Regions from separate parts of the Anas platyrhynchos genome. Here region 2 is linked to region 1. A link is a contact called in public Hi-C data. All regions are on one chromosome and are shown on one strand. Each heading gives the region's core, a stretch centred on a gene start, on an enhancer-like site or on the middle of the called end of the contact. The rest is flanking DNA. Distances are from core to core; before and after follow the strand shown. Region 1 holds the start of RPL27A (ribosomal protein L27a). Region 2 holds the start of DENND2B (DENN domain containing 2B).

Region 1 (6,498 bases), core at 1,507-4,006:
ATCCAAAAGAGCCTTGCCTGGGGTGAAATGAGATGATCAACTGGTGGTTTTGGTGATAGGAAGTATCAAAAGGAAAAAGTGAAAACGTACTTAAACCTGACAAAAAGCAGATTTAATTATGATCTCTGTGAACGTCTTCATTTGGGGAGAAAAAGCATAGAAAACATAATTGCATAATTGAGGAGGAAGAAAAAATAAGAAGGTTGGCTGCCGAAGACTGCCAGTTGGCTGTCTCTGCCGGTATAAAGTAAAAGAGTCACTATAGCAACTACAGTATAAATCAGACCCATTTGTTATGGGATTTTTGATTGCACTTGGCTTTTTCAGTTTATTCTAGTGCCTGATGGTGTGTTTTCTTTAGGAAATAAAATGAAGTTCCTTCACAAGAAGAATTAAACCCTTTCTGCTGAAACATCATCCCAAAGACTATTTATGACACTGTCCTCGAGTCCCCTGCAACTCCAAATTTTGATGTGGGAGGAGAATGAAAAAAGCTGACCTCAGCTTTGAGTGACTACCGATACTGTTACAGTGTGTCAGACGATGACTCCTTTATGTATTTGGATGGAATTTGTAAATAATGTGCTGTAAGCTTTTGTAACTGATTTTGTAATGAGCAAGAAAAACTGTGGTAAATATTTGTATATTCCTGAGAATAACAGGTGCTTTTTTTTCTTTAGTATGAAATGAGTTATGCTTGGTGCAAAAATGAATAGCTGATTATGTGCAGCTGACTGTCTCAGCAGAACCACTGACTTCAGGGAATGTTTGTGAGAACTACACTGATGCCTGAGTACTGCGGTAATGAATGAGCTCTGGGGTACGTGGGAGAGGTTGTATGCGCGGGGGCTGTTTTCATGTGGCAGAGTTGGTATTTTTTTTCCTGATTTTTCTTCTAATTAATTTTAAAAGAAAGAAATAACAAAGTGACTTGATAATGAGGTACTTGGTTCACAATACAAAACTTCCACTCCGTTTGAACTCTGGTCAGTAAACTACTTGTAATCCATTCTGCACTAAGACTGCTAACCGTGAGGAGATCTCCGTTCTTTGACATGCAAGCTGCAACGAATAGGTACAGTTCATCCTTTCCTAATGTATGTATGTATGGTTCCTAATAAACTATGTAAATACACCTGTTTGTTTATATTCTTTGCAAACCTCTGCAGACTTCTGATTTTGAGTGGGTACAAAAACCAAAGAAACTTGTGAACGTGAATTTGCAATTAAAATACAAAAACAAAAACAAAAACAAAAAACAAAACAACAAAGAAACAAGGTTATTATGAAACTGCCTTTCAGTAGGTTTACTATTTCATGATACAACTTGGTTTTCCTTCTACTTAACACTTTTTATTAGAGCTGAGACATGGCATTTTATACCACCATTTTGTTAATTTTATCCTAACAGAAGCATCTCTTAAAACATTTTTCCTTTTTTCTTCTTCACACGGGTTAGCAGCAAATTTTGTATCATAGATAATTGATCCTGAACTGTGATATTTTCACATTGTTTTTATGCTACATACGTTTTTACATTTAATTTGGTTAAATGATCCAAGTAGAATAGGAAGAGCTTGTCGCAGGCAAATATTTTGCTTAAATTTCTGATGAGCTAATCAGCTGCAGTCTATGACAATCTGCTTTTCTTTTGCATTAACTGCGGTCTGGTTCAGGTGGTGCTTGCATGGTGGTGAATGCTCTTCAGCAGGGCAGGAATGATTAGCTTGCCATGGCCCTCTGCACAGCAGCAAGCGCTACCCAAGTACCACATTCATCTTTAATCTGGTAACGTAAATGCTGCTAAGAGATTCTATTAGCTTTTCCTTAGCCCGAAGAAGAAAATAGAAAATACATGAATATTCTTTCAAGTCTGATGACTAATGAAAATGACCTAGAGCTTTCTTTTTTAAAGAAAAAAGAGCACTGTATTTTTCTTCTTTGCAGCGTGACTTCTTCGTGTAGTTGAACTGGCATTGAGGCTTGCGCAATTCCTAACCTGGCAGTGGTTCTGGTTTGCTATCAGCCTCATAGAACAAAATTGAGGGTTTTTTCACTAAAAAGGTGAAGTCATTTCCTTTTTACCTTACCTCCCTCACACTCGAGTATATACCAAAGCTTAAGTGTACATGAAAAGAAGCATCTGTAGAATATAGAATATCAAGCGCTTCTGATCAATTGAAATGTAATCACAATTTACATTAAACATCTAGCATTTGTGTAATCACAAATGTTAATTTCTACAGGTTTTATGCTGTAATATGTTATAAGTTACGGAATGACTCCCAGATGTAGTTCTTCAAAGCAGAAGCAATAGCCTTCACTTGTACAGGTGGATGCTGGCTGTTTCATAAACAACAGTAAATACATGTGTAAATACATGTTCCTTTTGAGAAAATGATTGATAAAACGCCATCGTTGGCTGATGGTAGTGTTGACATGAAAAGAGTTGTTAGGAATGAGAGCGAGACACAGGATGCACGCGTTCAGAGAATGCGGTGTGGAGAACACATCTCCCACACAGAGGCTGTTTTCCTCCATCTGCACTGTAAAAACCTCCGCAGGGAGCTGTTGAGCGACAAGTTGCCTAACATCTTTTGGTGCAGGATTTATTGAAATAAACAACCACGCGGGGAACAATGGCTCCCAGTCGCCCAGGAACCGTCACTTTGGCGTTTCGGGGCACTGCGCTTAGCGCCCCCCCCCGAGCCTCCCCCACATCCCCTCAGGAAGAGGCGGGAAGGAGGAGCCTCAGCGAAGTCTCGCGAGAGTTCCCCGCGGGCGGCGGTGCCTTCCCCCGCTCTCGCGATCGCAGCCGCCTTTCGGTTCCGTGAGGCGCGGCGGCAGCATGGTGGGTGCGGGACGGGCCGGGACCGGGCCAGGACCGGGGGTGGCGGCGGCGGCGATGGGCGCTCCTCCAGCCCCGCGGCCGGCTCGGGGCGCTGAGGGCGGCTCGGAGCGGCCGCTGGGGCCTCGCCGGGCGCTGCGGGCCGTGGGGCGCGGAGGAGCGGTGGCGCCGTGGGGGGGTTGGGGGGGGGCCGTGTGGCGCCGCGCTCACCTCTGCCGTTTGCCCGCAGCCTTCCCGGCTGAGGAAGACGAGGAAGCTGCGGGGACACGTCAGCCACGGGCACGGCCGCATCGGTAAGCGGGGGGCCGGGTGCGGGGCCTGCACGGGCCTGGCGAGCAGCCCTGAGGGCTGCGGGGGGGGCTGCACCGCGGGGGGTGCCCCAAATGCTGCTCTAAAATGTTGCCCGTCCCTTTCGGACGGGGTTTGTGAGTTACCTCGGGTAGTATTTGGGCGGTAGGTGCCGTCTGAGAACGTGGCTGGGCGACATTTTGAGCTTGCAGGCGGATGCTGTGCCGCTTTAAACTCCGGCCCTTCCTGCCTGTGCTTGTCAGCTCGCTTGTGCTACCACTGGTGTCTTCTCATATTTACATGTGCTAAAGGCAGTTTTTTTTTAATTCTTCTCGTCTAGGGTTAGTCTTTAGTTGGCTTAGCTCGCTGAATTGATATAAATGCAGAAGGATAGGATTGCTATCGTCAGATTAATTAGCTTAAGTTGACTCTGCGTTCCTAAGATCAAGTATTACATGTGATATTCTCAGTCTAACCAACTTTGTTCTTCTTTTTAGGCAAACACAGGAAACATCCTGGAGGCCGTGGTAATGCTGGTGGTATGCACCATCACAGGATTAACTTTGATAAATAGTAAGCTAACATTTTAAATACGTGCTAGCAAAGTGTATGTTGCTGAAGCAGAAACAACTAAATTTTATGTGAACCATCAAAATTCCCTACAATCCCATGTATCTTTTTCTCTAACATGAAAGCTTAATAGCTAAAATCAACTTGTGTCCCCATTTTCTCTAAGCTTAGGGGCCTTTTTTTCTCAAGCCAAGCATCTTTGAGAGATCAGTGCAGTAAACTTGACCAAGCTTGCCAGTTACACCGTTGTCCATACTAACAGATGTGCCCACAAAATGTTAGGGAAATCTGAAGCGTTGTATAAATCAAAACTACGTTCTACTTAGCTGCATGCTGTAGAGGCAAGGGTTGTTTCACCGCCGAGACTAGAGTCACATCTGAACACTGCCTGTTGTCCTGGTGTGCTAGAGTACTCGGAAAGTAACCACTAATCTTTATTCACTGGCTGTGGCCTTTGTTGACTCAGTCAGTCACCGGGTTAGTGACAGGAGCTCTGAAGCTCTTCATGCAGTACAATCTTGCACTGAGTTGGTTTTGCTCAGAAAACGCAGGATTGGACCACACTCACCATGAGGAGGATTAAGTTGTGAGTTCAAGGGAGAACAGATGCTTAAAGGGCCCTTGCTTTGCATAGCAATGATTATTACACTTAGATACCACATGTATTAAAGAAATAAACGTGTAATGCGAAAGTAAGATAAAATTTTACTTTTGATTGCTTTGAGTAAGTAAGATGTTGTATCAGTGTTGATTTGTAGTCCCACCTGTTCAGGATGAATTAAGAGATGTGACCTAATAAGGAATGTGTTTTCTTTCACAGTCACCCTGGCTACTTTGGAAAAGTAGGCATGAGACACTATCACTTGAAGAAAAACCAAAAGTTCTGTCCTACAGTCAATTTGGATAAACTGTGGACCCTTGTTACTGAACAGACAAGGCTCAATTATGCAAAAAACCAGGCTGGACTGGCCCCAGTCATCGATGTTGTGCGCTCAGTAAGTTTCTGTTCAGATTCAGATCTGCAGTTTCTGCTCACTTGAAGTGTAACTTAGCTTTGCACATCCAAGTAACAAAATGGTAAGCTATAGATACTCATGCACTGCAGCTTATTTGCAGACTTCTCAGTACAAATTCATTTATCTTAGCATATCAGTAGTTAAGCTAGCACTGAATTTATGTTTTTTTCTTGTAAAAATGACTTATTTTTGAAAGGTGGTGAAAAATTACTTGTTCAAAATATCACCAGAAGTAGGTATGAAAACACGATAGAGCTATTCTCACTTATATAAAGTCACTTCTAATTCCGAGAGTCGAGTCACATCTTTACACTTGTGATTGTTCTGGTGTGCTATCGTTCTCGGACATTAAACTTCTGATCCACATTCACTGGCTGCGATGCTTCATATCTCAGTCAGCCACCAAATCAGTGACACTAACTAGTCTGTCAAGTGGGTAGTGAAACTAATCTACCAAGTAGGTATGTTTCGTGTGCGAAATACCTCTGCTGGCCAGTCACACCTCTTCTAACAAGCTGTGACTTTAAAGGCTGTAATATTAACGGGTCTTGTGCTGTGGTTGTCCTTTTTATGCAAAGGACAGGAATGAAATGAGGGGGGAGGGGAGCTATTGCTGTGACAGCTCACAGAGTAGAATAAACCACACGGGTGCATTGGCACTCTTCAGTTTTACTTTTAAGATGTGCAGAAGAGCCTTCTGCTCTCTTCAGAAATACCAGGATGTCCAGCAGGTACAGAGCGTGGGCCGGATGCGAGTGGGTAGTCAGTAGTTTGTTGTAGAAATGCAGCCAGCTGCTCTGTGCTGTGGGAAGTGGTTGGCAGCTTCTTTACAAGACTTCGGTGTTTTCTTTATGTAGTACTGGGAATATTACAGCTTCCAACATTCTGTTACCAAAACCTTCAATTTACTTTATAGTTTCCACTTCTCTGAGTGAATGCAGCGCCACTAGATCACGTGGGATATTTTTTTCCATTCATACCAGTCTTGTATTGGAGACGGACAGTGAGTGAGGTCAGCGGTGGTGATGATGGTTTTGTTTTTTACTGGTGTATGCTAAAAGACAGGTGTGAATGTAGGAGCCTTTAAGCTGATTATAAACACACGATGTTTTTTTTTTTTTGTTTGTTTTTTTAATCTTTCTAGGGATACTACAAAGTCCTGGGCAAGGGCAAGCTGCCCAAGCAGCCTGTAATTGTGAAAGCAAAGTTCTTCAGTAGAAGAGCGGAGGAGAAGATCAAAGAAGTTGGAGGTGCCTGTGTGCTTGTGGCATAAAGACCATTGTTTTATTTGAAGTTTTGAATAAAGACAATGTATAAAATGTGTTTCTTGATAGAATTTTTTGACTTGTTCACACACTGTCCTGACTTTAGTCTTGTGATTTAGTGATTTCTGGCTGTTCCCGATCAGTGGTTTGGCTGGTGCTTGCTATGGTTTGAAACTGCCTGGCTGCAGCTGCGTCTGGCATGTGAAGAGGAGATACCTTGCTGCTTTATCTTTGCAACGTAGCAATGTACATAGGTTCTTCCTCTGTTTGTGCAACTGCTCCAGTTGGTGATGCTCTCTGGTGACCAGCGATAGGACCTGAGGGAACAGCATGAAGCCGCCTCAGGAGCAGTTCAGGGTGGGTATTAGGAAAAGGTTCTTCACCGAGTGAGTGGTCAGGCATTGGGACAGGCTCCCCAGGGAAGTGGCTGTGACACCAAGCCTGCCTTGCTCAATGACACAATTCATGTAACTTCATTTTTGCAATTGACTAATCTTTTAAAGTGTAGGGC
Region 2 (6,498 bases), core at 1,162-3,661, 160 kb before region 1:
CCACTGATTGTATCTTTAATTGTTTAAAATGGAGGAGCCTGGAATTACACAGTCACATAATTGGAATTAAGGCAAGCAATGCGCAAATATTTATAAAATCAGTGTACAAAGTATGCTGTATATAGCCGCATCAAGTAGAAAACAGATATACAGGCCATAAAAATATAGTCCTCAAGAAGAGGATACTATTAAAGTGCTAACATGAACAAGTAATGCATAGTTCATTACATGCTTTAAAAAAACCCTAGTATTTTATTCCCATGATCGCCAGCGAACGTCATAGAACAAAAGTTAAATCAATACTTTGTCCCGCACTGACGTCCACCACGTGGGTTTGTTTCACCATGTCCTCGGAGGTTGCTGTGATAGAATAGGTGCCAGGAGAAACTTCAATGTAGATGTCTCTGGAAGCTTTCCTGGTCTGTAGGGGTGGGGAGCGGAGAATACACAAATGTCATTAGATATCTTGAATTTCCCATAAAAATAGAAATTTTGAATTTGGGTGAAAATATTTAATCTGCTACATAAACATTAACTTTTTTCAAAGTGCACAGGCAGCACACAGACCAAACTGCAAAATGTTCCTATTAATACAAAAATTAGTGAATGTCAAGGTATTTAATCTATTGATTAAATCAATGGAAATGGAAAATTAGCGATATGGTTTAGTGGAGGACTTGTTAGTGTTAGGTCAGAGGTTGGACTCAATGATCTTGAGGTCTCTTCCAATCTAGACAATTCTGTGATTCTGTGAAATAATCACCATGCTATACTTTCTCCCTCAGAAAACTGAAAGCTGTCAACCTCAACAATTTTGAACATAAACATGGAAGTCATCTATACACCAGGATACTCTCATCAATTTGTGCTGTGGTATAGATTTCCGTGTTTCTCATCTTTTGTGGCTTAGAAGTTCCCCAAATTGATTTGGTGAGGTGTTTGGTTTGGAAAAATCAGGGTTTCTTCTCCTGGGCAAACAGGAGTCTTCAGAAAGACTGTATCAGGGCCAAGCATAACTGGAGAAGCAACTGCTGCACGCATGTGTTGCTTGCCTTTTTTCGGCGTTGGGAATGTGTTGGGAGCACAAATGAGGTGAGAGTGGAGGACTGCTGGATTATTGCTGCTGATGCAAACCGCAACAGCCTAAGATTATTCACAATGTCCTGACGTTTTGTATCAGTCCAAAATATTAAACAGATTTAACCAGTTATGTGCCAGGACGTCATGATCTGGGTTACAATTAATTGTGTAAGGCTCTGTCCATTCTTTTGCCCATCTATACGTGCATTACGATTATTGCTGATTAATCTGTGCCATCACAAGATCTCCACACCTGACTGTAAGTTTTAACCAGCTGGATGCAAAATGCTCGGGAAATGCTGTATCTCGATTTAAAAACAAGGTATTCTGCGAACTTACACGCTGAGGGCGAGTTGTAGCTTGGCTGGATTCTACTGTGGACGCATTTTTCTGGAAAGAAAAAGATGCTGCTTTGTAACGATAACCTCATAGCATGCAAATGTAGCCCCTGAGAGAGGGGTCTGTTACGCTTTCCCCTGCACAAAATGACTGAAATGATTGTAATAGGAATTATTGTGTAGGAATAACCTTTATTTAAAGCAAAGCAGATTCCCACTGACCTCTTCTTTAGAGGGCTTGAACTCTTCTTCCCCTGCTTGTCTGCTGTGGTATCTGCAGATGTGTTTGACTTCGTGCTCGTTGCAGCTCCAGGCCGGCACACACCTGTAGTACTCCTGGACAGCAACGGGAACAGAGAACATCACATGGAGAAGCATCACGGCCATGCTGACAACTTGAGTCTCCTCTCAGGCGAGAGCTGCGTTCGCTAAATGTGCATCAACGTGCAGCTCCCTTCCCTGCAGCTCTGCTGCCACCTGCAGTCCCCGCAGCGCTCCGCAAACTTCCCGCCCCCCGCGCGTTGCCCTGCGCCCCCCCCGCACCTCGCACTCGGCCGCCGCGCGCCGCAGGAGCCCGCCCAGGGACGCGAAGGCCGCGCTGAGGCGCGCCGGGGGCTCCCGCGCCCGCTGCTCCCGCGCCTCCTCTTCCCGCCGCCGCCGCCGCGCCCGCTCCAGCACGGCGCGCGCCATTCCCGCCGTCCGCGCCCCGTCCATGCCGCCGTCACAGTGCGCGCCTGCGCCACGCGGCCCCGCCGCCGCCGCTAGGGGGCGCCGCGGCCACGCCCGCAGCTGAGGTGGGGGGGTGGGGGGGGCGTGGTAAATGGGGAATAAAGGTGAAATTTGGTAAAGGTGGTGGTGTGTCCGAGTGGTTTCATGGCTGGGGCTGAGCGCGCTGCGCAGGGTGCGGGCAAGCAGCGCCGTGCAGGGGGGCGTTTGCCTGAGCGGCGTTTTGGTTCTGTTTCAGTCAGAGCAATGAAGGCGGGCTCGCCTTTCGCTCAAGGAGTGCAAAATCAGACAGAATCAGAGAGAATCAGACAACCACAGACAATTAGGGTTGGAGGAGACCTCCAAGCCACCCGGTCCAAGCCACCCGGTCCAGCCAGCTGCGAGGTTTCGGTGCCTTCCCCCTGTTCTGCAGGGACAGCAGCCGGGCTGGGCGCAGGAAGCTCGCTCTTCCTTCCCTCCCTCCCTCTCTCCCTCCTTCCTTCCTTGCTTCCCTCCTTCCCCGGCTTTATCCTCCTCCTCCTCCTCCTCCTCCTCCCCTCGGCCGCTGTGCGGTGGGAGCGGGTCTCTTTGTTGGCCGCCTGCTTCCCATTAATCTGCCCGTCCCCACTTCCTGCCTGCGCATACTTCTCTCTCTCCCCCCCTCCATCCCCATCTCGCTCCCTTCCCTCCTCCTCCTCCTCCTCCTCCTCCTCCTCAGCCCGCTCCGAGCCGCCGCCCGGGCTGAGGGAGCGCCCCGCTGCGCGCCTGGTAAGAGCCGGGGGGAGCCGGGGGGGGGGCTGGGGACACGGCCCCCGGCGGGCAGGGCTCCGGTCTGAAGGGAGAAGGGGCAGCCGCGGGGCTGTGAGAGGCTGAAGGGAGCGGGAGGAGCCGCCTGGGCTCCCGTGCAAGGCTGCGGGGTCCCCGGGGCAGCTCCAGGCGAGGAGCCGGGGGAGCTGCTTCAGCAGGGCGCTGGGTGGGTAAAGCCACAAGGACGGTCCTGGCTGGCACCCGGCGTTTGTTACCCTCTCGTTTCACTGTAGCACTGATTTGGGGTGATGGGTTTTCCTTCTCAGTGTCCTTAACGTCATTCAGGTGGTCTTTAACTTCAGCCAGGCGCTGCACAATCCAGCACAGGCCACCTGGAGTGACCAAAACTTTTGGGAAACAAGGGGTGAAATTGTTGCCGTCTGATCTCTGCTGGTGCGGAGTAGGGTGGGTTGGAGTGGGGTTAAGCAGCCTTTAGGACTGGGTGGTGTTTTGGTGATTTGTGATTGATACGTGTTCAGTAGGTGAAAAAAGCCCATACAGTGCGTGGATAAGTTAACAAAGCAAAAGGAGGTGTGAGTATCTTACATTTAAGATCAGATCTGAGAAAATCATGCGTGTTCAGGAATGTCAAAATTTCACGTTAATTTTTGTGACTGGGTTATGCAGGTGGCAAAATAGAAACCTGTTACCGGCCTGACAGGTGAGAAGAAGATCTGTGCCTTTGGGCATTTGTTTTCCTCCGGCTCTAAGACCAGTTGTTCCAAGCAAAACCAACACCTTTAAGCAGTTATGATTACTTTAGCAAGATACCTAAGCATGTAGCCAAGCACATGCTTTTAGGACCAGTGGCAGTCTGTGCACTCCTGGGAGTCACCAGACTGATGGGGAGCTGCCATCTTCCTTCTGCAGTGGCCCTGGTTTCCCCTGAGCGGGTGGTGAAGCTCCTTGGGGTAGGGGTGATGGTATGGGTGGTACTGCGGGACTGGCAAACTCCCACCTGCACCTCGTGTGCAGAAAGAGGGGAATCCTGCTTGGCTTGGCGTCCTTCTGCTCTCCTCGGGGTGATGAACTTCCCCTCAGCTTGCTCGGCACAGCCACTGCCTCTCCCAGTGCTGGGAAGGAGAAGCACCTCCTGTCCTTTCTGATCCTGCGTTTTTGTGCCGCGGCTGCCAGAAACCCTTGCAGTTTCCCTGTAGGCAACTGACTTTTAACATATACTGCAGCATCTAAAGGAGCGCGTGACCCCTTGTTATTGGTGACCCTGCAAGCCATTGTGTAATCTGTTGACTGTAATGTACCATGGCAATTCATTCTTGGTTGGGAAGCCTTGCCAAGGGCTTGATGGAATAGCACGATTTTATCCACTTTATTGTTTTCATTGTGTTTCATAAACATCTAAGACCCTCTGGGAAGAATCACTGGGGCGGCTGGGCCTCCTTTTTTTAATTGCTGGTTAAATAAATGTGGCCAGTTTAAAAAAAAAAAAAAAATAAAAAAAAAAATAGTGGTATGCAGGATCTCAGAATGCCTGGAACTGCTAAACATTCATGTTTAGGAAGCAGGACTATTTTTAGTGTAGGGGCATTTAAAGAAATGATACTAGCCCCTTGTGGAGAGGTCACTGCTAAGTGCGCTGGAGAGCCTGCTTTTAACTGGAGAGCAAAACCAAGTTTCCCACAGCTGAATAAAGTTAGAGACCCAGATCTGTACTTTTCCCACTTAGCTGAAGAGAGAGAGGATGGGCTTCTTGTGAGTGTACAGCAGTGGGAGTGAGGAGGCATGAATCCTTACCTCACACATGCAAAAAAAATAAATAAAAAATCCTGGTCGTGGGGACGTGCTTAGCTTTCTGATTCTTCCCAACCCATGTTTGCAGAAGAGACGTGGGACTGAAAGGCATTTAGTGCTTTCTGAGAAGGGCTAGGATCTGGCAGCAGCATGTACCCCTTGGGATCTGCGTCTGGGGGAGGGCACAGCTCTCCTGAACGCCTCCCTGGCTGCCACCCTCACCTAGAGCTGAAAGAATTGGGGTGAAAGAAGTCTGTAGAAGTATGATGGTTTAAGAGAACGTGGCTTAGGTCAAAGCTACCACTGTGTGCTGGCCCCACCGTGTCGTGAGTGACCTCATATAATGGAACCAAAATCTGGACTGATCAGACTTCAAAATGTATCAAATGATAGCTGAGTCAAATCAAGTTTTGGTCCAAACTTTGTTGATTTCTCATTTAACATTAGGTCAGTTTAGGTTATGAATTACTATTCTACTGTGCTGCTATACTAGTCTACTTTTTTTTTTTTATGCTGAATGCCATGTGTGTAAGTTTTGTCTCCATGCTGTAAAGCGCATGCAACTGCTGCTTTTCGCATTTTTTGCCTGCAGTTGGGATTTAGTTGGCAGTGTGGATAGAGGCAAGTTTGGGGAACTGAATCCAAATATTTACATTCTCAATTTGGCCTAGGCCTTCTGCTTGTAAACACTCATAGTCACATTGAACTTTGGTGAGGTTATAAGTGGCTGTAGCAGGCCTTGGGGAGTCACACCCTACAAGACCTGAGATTCCCGCTTCTGGGAAGGGTTTCGGATGTATTTTTTGGGTATATGCGTCTCAGCTTGAGAGTTAGTATTTCTCGCTCTTTCCCCTAATCTGACTGCAAAATCTTGTTGTGTATTTTTATTTTATTATTTTTTTCCCCACATGGAAATGTTTTATGCTAGTGAGATACATCAAACTCAACATGTCATGGAAGAGCAGGCAGGACTGCCCCAAAGGGGCAGCACAGACTCCGTCAGTCCTTGTCTACTGGGCTGCTGTTGAACTCTGCCCTCCACGGTCACCATTTCCCCAGTCCTCGCTTTTTAGGTGGGCTCAAATAAGGTTAGATTTGAACAATGGTGATGTTTGCTCATGGAGAATCAGATTTAAGCCCTCTTTTCCTTCATTTACGTGTTGAACAGCTGTCACTTCATTAGAAGTTTTTTAATTGCTAGGGACTGAGCCTCTGAGTTTTGCTCTGCATTATCAGTTAAACTTTCTGGAGTCCTTGTTACCACAAACTGTAGAGGTAGGGATCGACTGGTAAGTTAACGCCTTATGGCCAAACCACCCTCTGGGCTCGGCTATGCCTCTCAGTTTGGGTTTGAAGTTTGAAATGATAATTTAGTTGCAGAAAGCTTGTGACTATAGATAGAAGTGACTGGGTTGCAAGGAATTACAGTCTGAGTTCCTGCTCATCACTTGAGGTCAATAACATTGTGTCCGTAGCCAACTGAGCTTTGAAGGAGATTGCTTTAGCTGAATTACATATGTAGATTAACCTAACTTTGCTTTCCGTCTGGAGCTGTTCGGGGAGATGGATGCTGCTTCACAGGGACAGTGCTGTCCGTGTGCTCTGCTGTAAGCTTCTGACCGTGGGGACGCATTGGGGTCGAGGAAAATAGGGTAAGAGGTATTCATTTTAATGCCACCTTTCAGCATTTTTTTGAAGATGTGTTTGTTGGAGCCATTTAGTCCTGCTGAGGGCCTGTCAGCCACAGCAACGGGGCTGAGACTTGAGTGAATTTGTGCAAATGTCCTCAAGGACACACTGACAGTGCAGTGAGGTTTTG

Evidence for each region. A called contact is a pair of places that touch in the nucleus more often than the background predicts.
Region 2: a Hi-C map of skeletal muscle shows a contact between it and region 1, with 2.8 times the contacts expected there. The contact joins the promoter of DENND2B here to the promoter of RPL27A in region 1. A contact is called at or near these places in 2 of 8 Hi-C or Micro-C datasets (skeletal muscle and subcutaneous adipose tissue).

The regions. Positions count from the first base shown.
Region 1 is chr5:62,712,980-62,719,477 of IASCAAS_PekinDuck_T2T, reverse strand. It overlaps RPL27A (ribosomal protein L27a), which reads left to right and starts at 2,756. Exons shown (of 5, transcript XM_027461914.3): 1 at 2,756-2,851; 2 at 3,078-3,141; 3 at 3,634-3,709; 4 at 4,527-4,701; 5 at 5,867-6,045. The coding sequence starts at 2,849. The coding sequence ends at 5,995. DENND2B (DENN domain containing 2B) reads left to right here. Exons shown (of 21, transcript XM_038180497.2): 21 at 362-1,135. The coding sequence ends at 396. LOC113844226 (small nucleolar RNA SNORA3/SNORA45 family) reads left to right here and starts at 5,009; the gene lies at 5,009-5,141. It overlaps LOC113844237 (small nucleolar RNA SNORA3/SNORA45 family), which reads left to right and starts at 4,065; the gene lies at 4,065-4,196.
Region 2 is chr5:62,869,337-62,875,834 of IASCAAS_PekinDuck_T2T, reverse strand. It overlaps DENND2B (DENN domain containing 2B), which reads left to right and starts at 2,411. Exons shown (of 21, transcript XM_038180497.2): 1 at 2,411-2,891. AKIP1 (A-kinase interacting protein 1) reads right to left here and starts at 2,196. Exons shown (of 4, transcript XM_038180502.2): 1 at 1,962-2,196; 2 at 1,641-1,754; 3 at 1,420-1,470; 4 at 1-421. The coding sequence starts at 2,132. The coding sequence ends at 278.